2 separate regions of the Mus musculus genome follow, and region 1 is linked to region 2. The links are chromatin contacts, called in public HiChIP or PLAC-seq maps. All regions are on one chromosome and are shown on one strand. The core of a region is the stretch at or near the end of the contact, and the rest is flanking DNA. Distances in the headings are between cores, read along the strand shown. Region 1 overlaps Adgra1 (adhesion G protein-coupled receptor A1). Region 2 overlaps Cfap46 (cilia and flagella associated protein 46).

Region 1 (6,201 bases), core at 3,363-5,862, 230 kb after region 2:
TCTCTCTCTCTCTCTCTCTCTCTCTCTCTCTCTCTCTTTCTTTCTTTCTTTCTTTCTTCTTTTCTTTCCTTCCTCCTTCCTTCCTCCTTCCTTCCTTCCTTCCTTCCTCCCTCCCTCCCTCCCTCCCTCCCTCCCTCTTTCTCTCTCTCTCTCTCTCTCTCTCTCTCTCTCTCTCTCTCTCTCTCTCTCTCTCTCTTTCTTTCTTTCTTTCTTTCTGTTTTATGGGTATGAGTGTTTTGCCTCTATGTATGTATGTGTTCTGTGTATGTGCCCAAGGAGGCCAGTAGAGGGTGCCTGATTCCCTAGAACTAAAGTTAAGGATAAATACAAGCTTCCATGCAGATGCTGAAAACCAATCCCCAGACCTCTGAAAAACACCCAGTGCTCTTAAAGGTTGAGCCATCTCTTAGCCCTCACTGGGACTTCTTAACATCAGCCTCCGAGTTCTTGTAAAACTATGTAAAACAAGTCTGTCCTGAAATGGAAGCATATTGGTTCCAGCATCCTAAGAGGTCATGGTCATGCTTGCAGGGTCCTTGAAGTCCCCTCTCTATTGTGACTTTTTAATCTAAGGACCTTCTAGACAGAGGTCTACTTCTGAGCTTGTTTCTGGGTGCCTTTGTCTGGGAACGAGATGTGTGTGACTTCTGTATGCCTGAATCCATAGAAGCTGCACAAGGAGATAGAAGAAGGGGATTTCAGCCATAGCCACAGCCAACCCCATAATTAAAATTATGAGTAATGCCTAGGCCTAGGCCATAGGCAGACACAAGTGGAGGCTTGGTAAGTCAAGGGCACTGTTGGGGGAGAAGATTGATCCAAAACTGTTCTTAGTCTACTTTGGCAGCTCTCACAAGTTACCATAGAGTGGCTGATTGATAACAATGGCTAGAATAGAAATTGGTTCTTCACAGGTCTAGAAATTGGAATTCAAGGGCGAGGGTATTGAACAGGTTTGGTGTCTGATGAGAACTCATGTCTTGGTACACAGATGGCATTCTCTCTAAGTCCTCCAGTTAAGGGGACCCTTAGGGGCCTCGTTGATAATGGCACTAAACCTGTTCATGAGATTCCATCCCAGCATCTCCTAATACCATCGTGCTGACAATCGAGTTTCAGCAGAGATTTCTTTAAGAAATTTATTTATTTTATGTATATGAGTACACCAGAAGAGGGCATCAGATCGCATTACAGATGGTTGTGAGCCACCATGTGGTGCCTGGGAATTGAACTCAGGACCTCTGGAAGAGCAGCCAGTGCTCTTAACCACTGAGCCACCTCCCCAACCCCCTTCAGCAGAGAATTTGAGAAGCACACCCAGACCGCAGAAGCTGTAGGATGAGACTTAGACAGGTACACAACCATGATGGAGTCAGAGTCATAGGCTGAACAATGCTGGCCCTGCCCTGGCTAGCTAGGCAGAACTGAGACATGCTGGTGAAATTATCATAACCAAAGTCAATCAGACATCTACGAGAGAGAGAGAGAGAGAGAGAGAGAGAGAGAGAGAGAGAGAGAGAGAGAGAGAGAGAGAGAGAAGTGGTCCCAGGAATTATGGGCGTGACTTCCCCCTCTGAGACCCCAGACAAGCCTGTCTCTGTCAAATGGGCGTAGGGGGGTAGAAACTGCAAAAGCCTTTGCAAGCGTTGCTTCTGTGAAAACCTGCTGAAGTGGACAAGGCTCAGTTCTCTACCTTTCTCATGGTCTGCTCCTTCGGATGGGTTCCTCCCAGTCCTGCTGAGGGCCTACTGTTCCCACCATGGACTTCAAGGGTGGTATTTCCAGGCTCTTCTCTGAACCGCTGGTTTTTAATGTGAAACCTCTGCTTCCCACAGTGCCATCCGGATAAGCCGGAAAGGCCGGCACGCACTCCTCAACTTCTGCTTCCACGCCGCTCTGACCTTCACCGTGTTTGCTGGTGGCATCAATCGCACCCAACACCCCATCCTGTGCCAAGCAGTGAGTGTTGCCTTCCTGATGCTATAGGGGGAAAAAGTGTGCATGACAGCTTTCTTATCACAGCAGAAACGTATGCTAATTTGCTTATAAAGTAATACCTTAGTGCTTGTTCAGCTGTTGCTCCCGGGGAGACTGAGGCTTCTATAGTGACTCTATATGCTAATCCCACTCCATCTGAAGCAGGCTGTTTGGCCCAACATTTGGCCATATGAAATAATTTTATTTTTCCCTAGAGTCTAAGGACTAGTGGGCCACATACCTAGACAGCTACTGTCCAGCAAATGTTGATCTTCACAAGAATGGGGACATGATGCCTCTGCCAAAAAAAAAAAAACAAAAAAAAAAAAAAACAAAAAAAAAACCAGCAAGGCAGGACCCAGGGGTGGGATGAGTGAGACCTTCCAGTGCTGACCTCACCCTGCCAGCAGACCCGCCAGCCATAGCTACCAGCAGCAGCAGAGGCTCTATCCCCACATGAACCAGGAAGAGCATCCCAGGCATCTCTGTTCTCTTAGGGAAAGGGGGCTTTGAAACACTCAGCATGGAAAAGAATAGCTCAAATCACAAGGCAGACCACCTTCACACGTGGCCTGGTTTGAGCATCTTAAACTGGGAAACAGACAGGATCTGTGGCCCGCGGCTAAGATGATGCCAGAGAGACTCCTTCCAAAGCCAAGCCCAGGACCGTCCTTTGGGGTTGTGGCTCTGGATCAAGAAAACGAGCCAACTGATTCTCCAGCAAGGAGACTTATGTTTGTCCTGCTCCACACCTAAGCTCTAAGAGTGAGCACAGGCAGGGACCCAGAGCAGCTTACTAAAAAGCTTGGTGGTTTCTGTCATTTCATGGCTAACATCTTCCCTGCACCATGGGTCCTCACATATCCCTAACTGTTGCAAATTCAGCAAATAGCTATTGGCAGCTGCAGAAATGACTCCAGCCAACCTGAGGACCTCATGACCCACATTAATGACAATAACCACATTATCAGTTCCCCAGCCTCTCCTATGACGTGTCCCTCCTGCTTGGATAGCTAGCTGCAGGTGAGGCTTATCCTGAGGACCCATGGGTAATCCGCTATTCCCAGAACAGCCTGGCTCACAGGACACACCCTCCCACCTCCCTGGTTCCCATCCAGACCCACCCAGTTCATGCAGACTTAAACTGTCTCAGCTACTGCTACTTTGTTTCCCACACTGAAGCCCAGAATGCTCTGGGAGCATGACACCCACACCTGAAAGACACAACCCATGCTCTGGTCCCCTGGGCACCATATATATGTGACTATGTGACATATCAAACCCCAGGAAGACAGGCCCCTACCCTGGCCTGGAATAGACTATCAGAAGAGGAAGTGTCACATGCCTGAATGGAAGAGAAGACAGTTTCCTCCATTGCTGCCTCTGTTAAGCTGGAAATAGCCACATCGAGGGCTAGGAAATCCCACTCTCTCCTGCTATAAAAGCTTGCCCAGAAGCCAAAAAGGCAATTGAGTGGGCCGTTATCTTTATGTCTTCACTCTGCCACCAAGTGCTGCGCAGCTGGGGCCTGCTGGCCACGCAGTCATTGGAATCATAAAATCCAGCACTGACCCCAGGCTCAGGCCAACCCTATGAAGCCCCAGAGATCCAGGCACCCATGGCATTCCAGAATTCCACTGGGGCAGCACCTGGAAGAGAGATTTGGTAGGTGGGGACAAATGGACCTGGAAATACCCTCCAAGCTAAGATCTATAAGGGCCGTGCTCCGATGAGAAGTCCTTAGTAACTGGGACTCCAGATAAAGGACAGGTCCCGTGTGCTGGAGTACGGTGGACTGCAGAAAACACACCTCCTAGTCTCCGGTGGCTTTTCCTGAAATGGCCAGCCCCTATTCATCCCTTGCTTTTTGACTCACTCAAGGCCCTGAACTAATGTCTCAAGGGCAAGCCAGGTATCGGCAGTGTTAACGGTGTGGGACCAATTGAAACCCATCTGCCAGGCTATGCTGGGGGGGAAGTTGTAGACAGCAGACTAAGGACCAAAAAGCCACGTGTCCTGTTAGTTTTGTGGAGACCCAGAACTGCTGCTGCAAGGACAGGGGAGTCGAGGAGAGCTCAGGGGAAACAAGAGCTAAAGGAGACCCAGGTCCCACAAAGCACTCCAGGTAGCAATCTCCACCACACTAGGACATTTTTAAATGCCTCTGTGCCTGTGCACAGAAGTGAAGGTGTCTATTGCTTCTGAGGCCTCCCTGAGCCAGAAGCCAGGCTGGTTTTAATCAGCAGCCTGGCGGGTCAGAAGCTAGCCCACCTCACTCATCACGACAGCTCCCCTACCTCACCTGCTAAGAGGGAGATACCTGAGAGGAGCAAGCTAAAAATTAGATCACTGAAAGCTAGATGTGTCCCCCACTTTGATCAGCAACCAAGTGGCTGAGTACAGGAGTCCCAGCCCCTCCCCACCCAAGCTCAGCATCATCAGAACAGCCAGGAGAAGTGGTCCAGAGCTCTGGATGGCTGGCGAGAACAGACAGTTGTCATAGCAACAGAAAGATGACCGTGAGTCTCATTAAAGTACTAAGTGACATCATAAACAAAGCAGACGGCTGCTGTTAGTCCCACATAATGAATGTACGTCAGTGCTGGCCCTGGGTCCGGAAGCAAGGGAGGGTGTCCTGCCTGCTTCTTCCTCTCAATAGCACATGCTGTCTGGAAGCCAATCGGCATCCCTTGACCTCCCTATGTGTTCTGCCTCAAGTTGGTGTTTAAGAGACAAAGCCTGCCTTTGTACACTTTCTGCTCCCTGATCATACAGCCTGGATGAGACTCAGCTTAAGGGAGAAAACAGCCAGGCCTCCCCTCCATCTCTCCTCCCAGCTGTGCCCCCACCCACCTCAAGGCCCTGAACTAATGTCTCAAGGGCAAAAGTCAGGCGCCCTTCTGAGGATGAGTCTGACATTTCTGTCTGTCTATGACAGTGACAGCCACGCTGCAGACCTTTCTTCAAGCCGTGCCTACCTCCCCTTTTCTGTTTGCCTTTACATTGAACTCTTAGATGGCAAGCAGCTCTTGCCACCCAGGTCCGAGGCCTCCTACTCTCATCCAGGAGAGGTGATCCCAGTGTGGCTGGACCCTATCTCACCTGAGCATCAGCAAAGCCAAGAGAAAGCTGAACTCACAGGACATGCTGTGCTGTACCCACAAAGCCATCTGAAACCATAAACAGCTCTTCAATCTCTCCAACCCCCACCCCACCCCAAATCCTCATCAATTATTATAGCATTTTCTCATAAGTAAAAATTGAACTCTAGATTCGATAAATCATTATAATCGTGCGATGTTAGCTTTATTCAGGAAATCTCTGTATTCCTTAAACATTTATGTCCTTTCCGATTATAGCAATATTTTACTTGCCATTTCAAAATGTCAGGTTAGTACCTCAAAGGTAGCCTTATTTTATGGAATCAGATGGAGATGAAGCAGTGCAGAATGCGTAATTAGCTAGCGTAAAAGTGCTGGCTGGGACTAGCTCCAGCGGCTGTTTCCATAGCAATGAGTCACTGTGACGTGCAAGGGTGGGTTATCAGAGCCTCATCCCTGAGGTGCCTTTCCTTAAATTCAGTGCCTTGGTGAATATATGAGGGGAGCCCTGCTGTGCAGCTGTGCCTGCCTTCCACTTGGGGGGTCCAGAGTGGGGCCAGGGTTCACAGATAGGTGTGTACATCAGAGCCCGTACATAAAGATGACATAGACTTCCTACAGAGGAGGATCTAGTAGGCAACCCCACAAGCTTCTCACAGGTCCACATACACAGCAAATAGCTGGACAGTGTAAGAGTCTCAGCTGCCTCTGGCTCCTTCCCTACCTGTCCTCCTCCTGGTCTCACTGTTTTTATTGTCCCCAAAGAGCTACAGAGTAGCTGTCAGGGTTCTGTATACTCACAGCCCAGAAAGTTAGGACTGCACCCAAGGAGTCTGCTGTGCATGCTGGGGCAGGTGGCTGGGGCAGGTGGCTGGGACAGGTGGCTGGGGCAGGTGGCTGGAGGAGGTGGCTGGAGGAGGTGGCTGGAGGAGGTGGCTGGAGCAGGTGGCTGGAGGAGGTGGCTGGAGGAGGTGGCTGGAGGAGGTGGCTGGGGCAGGTGGCTGGAGGAAGTGGCTGGAGGAGGTGGCTAGAGGAGGTGGCTGGAGGAGGTGGCTGGAGGAGGTGGCTGGGGCAGGTGGCTGGGGCAGGTGGCTGGGGCAGGTGGCTGGAGGAGGTGGCTGGA
Region 2 (6,193 bases), core at 3,193-5,692:
ATTTTATCTGAAAAGTAGTTTAAAATTTTCCATTTTTAAAATTAAGTGCTCCTGTGGCTAAGGCGCTGCTCACCTCGCTCCTCCTTATGGAGACGGTTCCACAGCATCTGGAGAGAGAAATCTCGTGACAGGGAGGTGACCTCGTTGAGCATGGAGAGCCCCTCCAGGGGCAGCTCCAGGAGGAACTTGTCCACAATCAGGATCAGGTACTCAGGGTCAGGCTGCCCTGTGGAAGGGAAGTGGCAGCAGCTCAGACACAGGAGAGACCAGCTCTGAGGACGGGACGGACGTGGGGCTTCAGCTTCGTCACTCCAAGCCCTGACTTTGTGGCTAGATGACTGGCCTGGTGGCTGCCATCCCGGGCATGAAGATACGAGGGAAGACTATGTCCCCAGCTCAGCTTGTAGAGGCATGGCTGCATTGGTCCCTGACATGCTAGGGTCCCTGAGGTAGCCACTGTTTTTGATGGTGAGATCAAGTTTATGACAGAGTCACTAGGTAGTGGTACACCTTATAGGATGCCACGTCTTAAGCTATCAAGGCAACCTGCAGTTCTTGGGGTGTTTGCTGCATCTGGCTCATGGTAATTTGGCCAACTCAACTTGGGAGAAAAAGCTTGGGGCTTTTTTTTCTTTTTTGGCTGGGGGGGGGTGGCAGAGGAGGGGAGCAAGCAGCCATTCCCTTTGCCACCTGTCAGTTCTTAGTGGCAATCGAAAAGGAGACAAAATTCAACATAGGAAATTGCCTTTTAAAGGAGTCAGTCGTTAGTAAAATCAGAGAAGCTAGCCAAGAGACAGGATGGGCCCGCATTTGACCTTCCTGCCTGGGGAGTCGCACAGTGAGAGCATCCTCCTAGTTTTCCCAGTCCAAGTGAAAACAGCGGGGGTTGTGCTAAAAGTACCCCACAGACAAGGCCGCCAGGCGGATGAGACAGAGCCCTTTCCCACGGCCACCTCTGGTGAACTCCCCAACGCAGGGCAGCAATGCTCATCTTTCCTACAAGGACCAGCAGACTGTCATCTGGCCAGGACAGTGAGAGCTGGGTGTATAACACACCGCTCTTTCTTAAGGGCACTATGGGCCAGGAACTGATAATTTGCCCAGAAAGGGCAGCATGGATCCACTGTTTGATAATCCTCCTCAGAGAGCTGTCAGTCTCAGTGCCCAGAACCTTCTAGGGCAGTGTTTTTCAGCCTGTGAGTCACAACCCCTTTTGCAGGGGTTGGCCAACCGGTTCACAGGGGTCGCCTAAGACCACTGGAAAACACATTAACATTACAACTCATAACGCCAGCAAAATTATAGTTATGAAGTAGCAATGAAAATAATTTTAGGTTGTGGAGTCATCACCACATGAGGAACATTAGGAAGGTTGAGAACCACTCTCCTAGGGCCTTCTGCCCAGCCTGGGGGTGATTTTGTTCTAGGAGACCTCAAGGAGAGGAACCTTGGGTCCTGTGTAGCATGCCCAGGTAGGACTTGTTTGAGCGTGGAACCTGTGACTCCTGACCCGCCCAGGCTTTCCGTGATGGAATGGGTGAGTGTCACCACAGGGTCCTGAAGTAGCGGCAGTGGCCTTTGGGTCTGTCTGTCCCTGCCACTTACCTGAAGGGAGAGAGATTTTCCTTTCCTTCTCTCTGCCTTTATTTTTCCCTGCATCACCCACAGCTGTTGGCATCTGATTTCTGAAATTCAGAGTGACTGTGTTCAGGCTTTAGGAAACATAGGGAAACACCCACAGACCAGGCTGAGAAGCGCCACGCAGCCTAGTCCTCGCTCGGCCATTGCTGCTTAGGTTTTGTTTCTCCCCACTTTCTATGTAAACCAGGCTGGCCTCAAACTCAGACACTTTCCTGCCTCCTGTGCGCTGGGATTAGAGTCCTGTGCTACCACACCCAGCTGTCACTCAGGGCCATCTCTGCATCTGACACACAGTGCCAACAGAAGGGGACCTCAGGATGTCCTCATGCTGCTGGAGAAGAATGCCTAGCTCCACCGTCACCTGCCTGCTTTTCTCCCAAAATGAGTGCCCGAGGCTGATCCCCGGGCCTTGCTGGTTAGTTCTCACACATCAGACTCACATCAGGGAGGTCAGTGGGGCAGGGGCAGCAGCAGCAGTGGGACTCCTGCCTATAAAACACACAAAAGAGCTAGGCGCTTATGCCTGTCCTGGGTAGGGCCACACCACGCAGAGACAAGTTTCCACATGGAGGGAAAGCGCAGAAACCAGCCCTGGATGTCTGCCCCTCACATCTGGCTACTTAGCTCAGATGGGCGCTTTCCTGTCTCCAGATGTGAGGTGGGATCTGGCCTTCAGCTACACCCAGCTGGCCTGGCCTGTGGGCGCCAGGAAGACCCTGGTTACTTTGGGACTCATAGCCCCACGTACAACAGCCCTCTAGCTCCTTCTGTTACCAGCTTCAGCTGCCCATCACCTGGTGCGAGGAAGATGGCTGCCCCCCCCCGCACCCGGGAGCCTTCAGAGGAAATGACATGCTGATACCTGCTTTCTGGGAAGGTGAGCTGGGGGGTGATGGGCTTCAGGTAGTCCTCCATGTGCTCCAGGATGCTGCTGAGACTCTGAGTGCACAGGGCTTGCTCCTGAACAGGCAAGAAATATTCCTGTCTTAACCCGAATCATAGCTTGTTGTCCAGTGGTGACTGGATATGACTTGTACTCAATTGGGAAACAAGTTAGGAAGACCCCCTGGAGATCATTCGGCTCCAGCCCTTCCACAAAGAGCGCTGGCATTGCTCTCGCTTCCCCAGCACAATGCTCTCGCTTCCCCCAGCACAATGCTCCCAGTGGTTTTCCGGGAACTATCCTGACACCTCATCCCTGTCCCTGTCCCTGTCCTCTGATGACACTGAGGAATGTCCTGCTGATAGGGATCGGCCCAGGACAGGTAACCCTATGCTCTGCAGAGAAGAGGTAGCCAGACCCCTCCTCTGGGGTCACATTCAATCCAAGGACTCAGAGGAGCTCCCCACCTTTCATAGGGCTTCCCCTTCCTCCTCTTGAGTTCTGGGCCCATTACCCGGGCCCAATCCAACCTCAGAGTCTTGTTTTTTCCCTGGGATGGGCTGCAGTCTACAATATGGCTTAGAGTCTCGGGCCTCAAGTGCTTGGGTTCGGGGTCATAATTTGGCTGTGTACCTTGACCCGTGTCTGCCTCTGGAACCACTGGATACTCGTCAACAGGTCAGAGATGGCAGTTGGACTCGTAGCCACCCGAGTTACCTTGCAATAACCTGTCAAAATACACCCGAGGCCTTTACAGGGCTCAGAGCAGAGCTACTGGAGTCGTGTGGGCAGATGGAGACCCTTGTGAGGGTATTTAACCTTGACGTCTCAGAGGGGAGACATGTGATGGGAAGGTCTTCTGGGCACATTGAGTTCCCCCATTCTTCTCTGGGAACATGAGGGCTACTACCCAGAAAGTTCAGGCAGAGGCAAACACAGTGGTGATTGACAGAGGGAGTTCTGGGGAGGCATGGATCCTCTGGATCCCTTAGAGGAACGTGGGGCCTCTATTTTCTCTCGTCTCCTGGGTTCAGTCTCCCTTCCCCTCCCCTGCTCTGTGGTCCTGCTCTGGGGCAAGGATTTCTCCCACCCACTGCAACCCATCTGGAGTCGATGGGAGGAGCCCCTGCTTGTACCCAAGCTTACCGCCCACGGTTATCAGTTTCCCCTTGGGTGAAGGCATGGTCTTTGGTCTCTCAAAGGCAGCACCATACAGACAAGACCTGCAGGCAGAGCAGAGGTCACAGGCCCATTCCCAGGGGAGGTGAACAGGCAAGCACCGAGGTCTCAGGAGCCGAGCGGGCCAGTCTGCAGTCGGCACCCAAACAGGTGCCTTTCAATGTTTATTTTGGCAGACAGAGGCCTAGGAAGCAGTCTGTATAACCCAAGTAAGAGGGAAATTACAGAAGGTCTAGGAGTGCAGGCCTAGCCAGATCTATCTAACAGAGAGACCCTGTGTGAGTGCAGATCAGAGCTCCTTCCTCCCAATACATCCCTCGTCGTCATGGAAATTCACCCCGGTCTTTTCCGGGGGGGGGGGGGTCAGAAGAGGGCTTCCCTTTGTCTCTGGATTGAACGAGTGCCCATGCCTGTCAAGTGGACTAGCTGAGTCTGCCAAGTATGCTTTCCAGATGGCCCAGTTGGCCTCAGGCTAGGGGCAGAGGTGTGGTAAGCTTGCTCTGCCCATGCCTTCTGGCCGGGCTTTCTCAACAGGGTGGAGATTTACAATGGTAGGAGGAAAGCCTCACCTGTCCTGTGAATGCTGCAGAAAGAGGATCCGGAACACGGGTGGGATCTCATTCAGGATGCTGAAATGCTGCTCTGTGACACAGAGGCTCTGCCATGCCTGTGTGTGACAGGGGATGGTCACTCAGAACGGCCACTGCTCTCCCCCAGGTGTCTGGGCTGTGGAATGCATCAGTACCACAAGGGGGCAGCAGAGGAATGAGAAATTCACTGGCTCCTCAAATTGCCCAGCTCTGCCTACTTGTGGATGCAGTTCCCAGAAACCCTAAATAGCATCTCTTCAAGGTCCTTACTGCCTCCTTGAGCCTAGCTAAGGGCTTCCACTTAGCCCTGAGGCTGCAGGCTGCAGACCTATCTTGGGGTCAGTTTACCCAGACCCCCAGTTTTCCTGCTTCCTGTGAGTGAGTACTCCTAGAGGATGCACACACCTCAGGGTCCCCTCTGCCCACGGCAGTCAGCCAGCGTGGGCCCTGAGGGGTACCCCCAGATCTCCTGTGTGAGTTGCTTAATGCGCACAGCTTCAAGACCCAGCTTTGGGTTTGCAAAAATGAAATGATGTCTTAGAAAACTTTTATCAAAGAATAAGAAATAGAGAGAGCCACATAACGCCTACGTGAGGCACCAAGCGGACTCTTCACAATGGCCGTACCCATATGGCAGGTGAAGAGATGGGTCATGTTACCATATGGGGGCTGTGAATGGACTTTATTGGTGGTGGCTTGCTTCTTGCCTAGCCGCTGGCCACCTCAGTGTGTGGGTAGCCTCATCACACTGGTTCATGCAGAAGCTAGCTCTCCTTGCTTCAGTGTGTTTTGTTGTGTGGGTGTACCGATGTACTGTCTTCTCTGGCTGATTTCTCTGGCCTGACTTCATAGGGACCTGTGGAGGCTTATGGGAGTTTAAATAAGGATGACCCATCCCGCAGGGGTGGGGTTTCAAAAACCTATAGACCTTCTCAGTATAAGCTCTCAGCTACTTCTCTGGTGTCATGGCTGCCTGCTGCCAGACATCACTGGCTCTTTACCGGACTTCACCAAGACCTCGACTCCCCTGGGGCAAATAGTGGAAAGGAACTACAATTCTTTCAGCCTTCTTGTGCCTGTACCCATGGCATATGAGATTCAGAGAGGCGGAGAGGTCTTCTAGCACCACGCAGCTAGAGGTGGCACTTAGAGACTGCCCTATTAGCACTCAGTGAGCCAGCTCAGAGGCCAATATAGGTCACAGGAGTGTGTGTTCAGGCTCCCCGGCCCATTACCCTGAAAGAGGAGGCCAGTTTCTGCTCTACACTGGCAAACAGGCTGGTGGACATCTTGTCTTGCTGCCTGAGTCGCTGGTGGAGCTGCAGCAGGGCCGCCAGCTGTGAGCTGCCCGTGTTTTTCGTGGCCGTGAGCAGGACCTTCCGCATCATCTCTGAGGTTGAACAGCTCTGAAGCAGAGCAGACAAGAGTGGTGTGTGCCGTGTAGGAGGGTGGCAGAGGACAACTGAGCCGGGAGTGGCCATCTAGGAGTCTGTGTGTCACCCTCTGCTGGGCCCCTGTCGGACCAGGTGTCAGTGCTATGCCAGCCCTTTCTCCGGAGTCTCAGTATGTTCCATCATAGAGACTCGGTGTGTGTGTGTGTGTGTGTGTGTGTGTGTGGAGGGGGGGGGGATGGGGGAGACAGTGGTGAGTACTGCATGTGTCCACTGAGCTACAAGAACAGTTACATGGCTGGCTTCTATTACTTAAGGACTAGCTTGGCCTGAGGCCCAGAGAACAGGGAGGATCTCTTCTTCTTTCAACCACAGGACCACCCCATCTTGTCTAGTGGACAGCAACAGGGCTGGATGGTGCCAAGGCACTCCCACCCCTGGGGTGACAGGCAGTCAAGGGCCCTTTTGGAGATGGGCAGAGGAGGTCTATACCTGTGACAGTGTTAGGA

Evidence for each region. HiChIP or PLAC-seq counts read pairs in DNA pulled down with a chosen protein or histone mark.
Region 1: an H3K27ac HiChIP or PLAC-seq map of oligodendrocyte precursor cells shows a contact between it and region 2, with 3 times the contacts expected there. The contact joins two enhancer-like sites. A contact is called at or near these places in 20 of 39 promoter capture datasets (the 3T3-L1 cell line, 3T3-L1-derived adipocytes, the C10 cell line and 12 more), 3 of 15 datasets of contacts at CTCF or cohesin (embryonic stem cells and large pre-B cells), 25 of 484 Hi-C or Micro-C datasets (the HL-1 cell line, the N1E-115 cell line, the NIH/3T3 cell line and 12 more), 2 of 115 datasets of contacts at active chromatin or transcription factors (embryonic stem cells and oligodendrocyte precursor cells) and 1 of 9 other capture datasets (adipose tissue).

Annotation. Positions count from the first base shown.
Region 1 is chr7:139,845,824-139,852,024 of GRCm38.p6, forward strand. Adgra1 (adhesion G protein-coupled receptor A1) reads left to right here. Exons shown (of 8, transcript NM_177469.3): 5 at 1,836-1,959. Among named protein-coding and RNA genes, the nearest start is that of Adgra1, 15 kb to the left of the region's middle. Within about 2 kb of position 4,613, at least 51 of the 459 cell types and tissues checked have an H3K27ac peak or open chromatin away from gene starts, as enhancers often do. A contact at or near this core is called in the N1E-115 cell line, cerebral cortex, cortical neurons and 1 more, where this site is marked.
Region 2 is chr7:139,611,904-139,618,096 of GRCm38.p6, forward strand. It overlaps Cfap46 (cilia and flagella associated protein 46), which reads right to left. Exons shown (of 59, transcript NM_001302546.1): 43 at 6,177-6,193; 44 at 5,529-5,699; 45 at 4,273-4,370; 46 at 3,671-3,747; 47 at 3,158-3,252; 48 at 2,504-2,601; 49 at 1,606-1,685; 50 at 74-226. The region is part of intron 5 of Gm33031 (a long non-coding RNA gene); the gene reads left to right. Among named protein-coding and RNA genes, the nearest start is that of Nkx6-2, 32 kb to the left of the region's middle. Within about 2 kb of position 4,443, at least 38 of the 459 cell types and tissues checked have an H3K27ac peak or open chromatin away from gene starts, as enhancers often do. A contact at or near this core is called in the N1E-115 cell line, cerebral cortex, cortical neurons and 1 more, where this site is marked.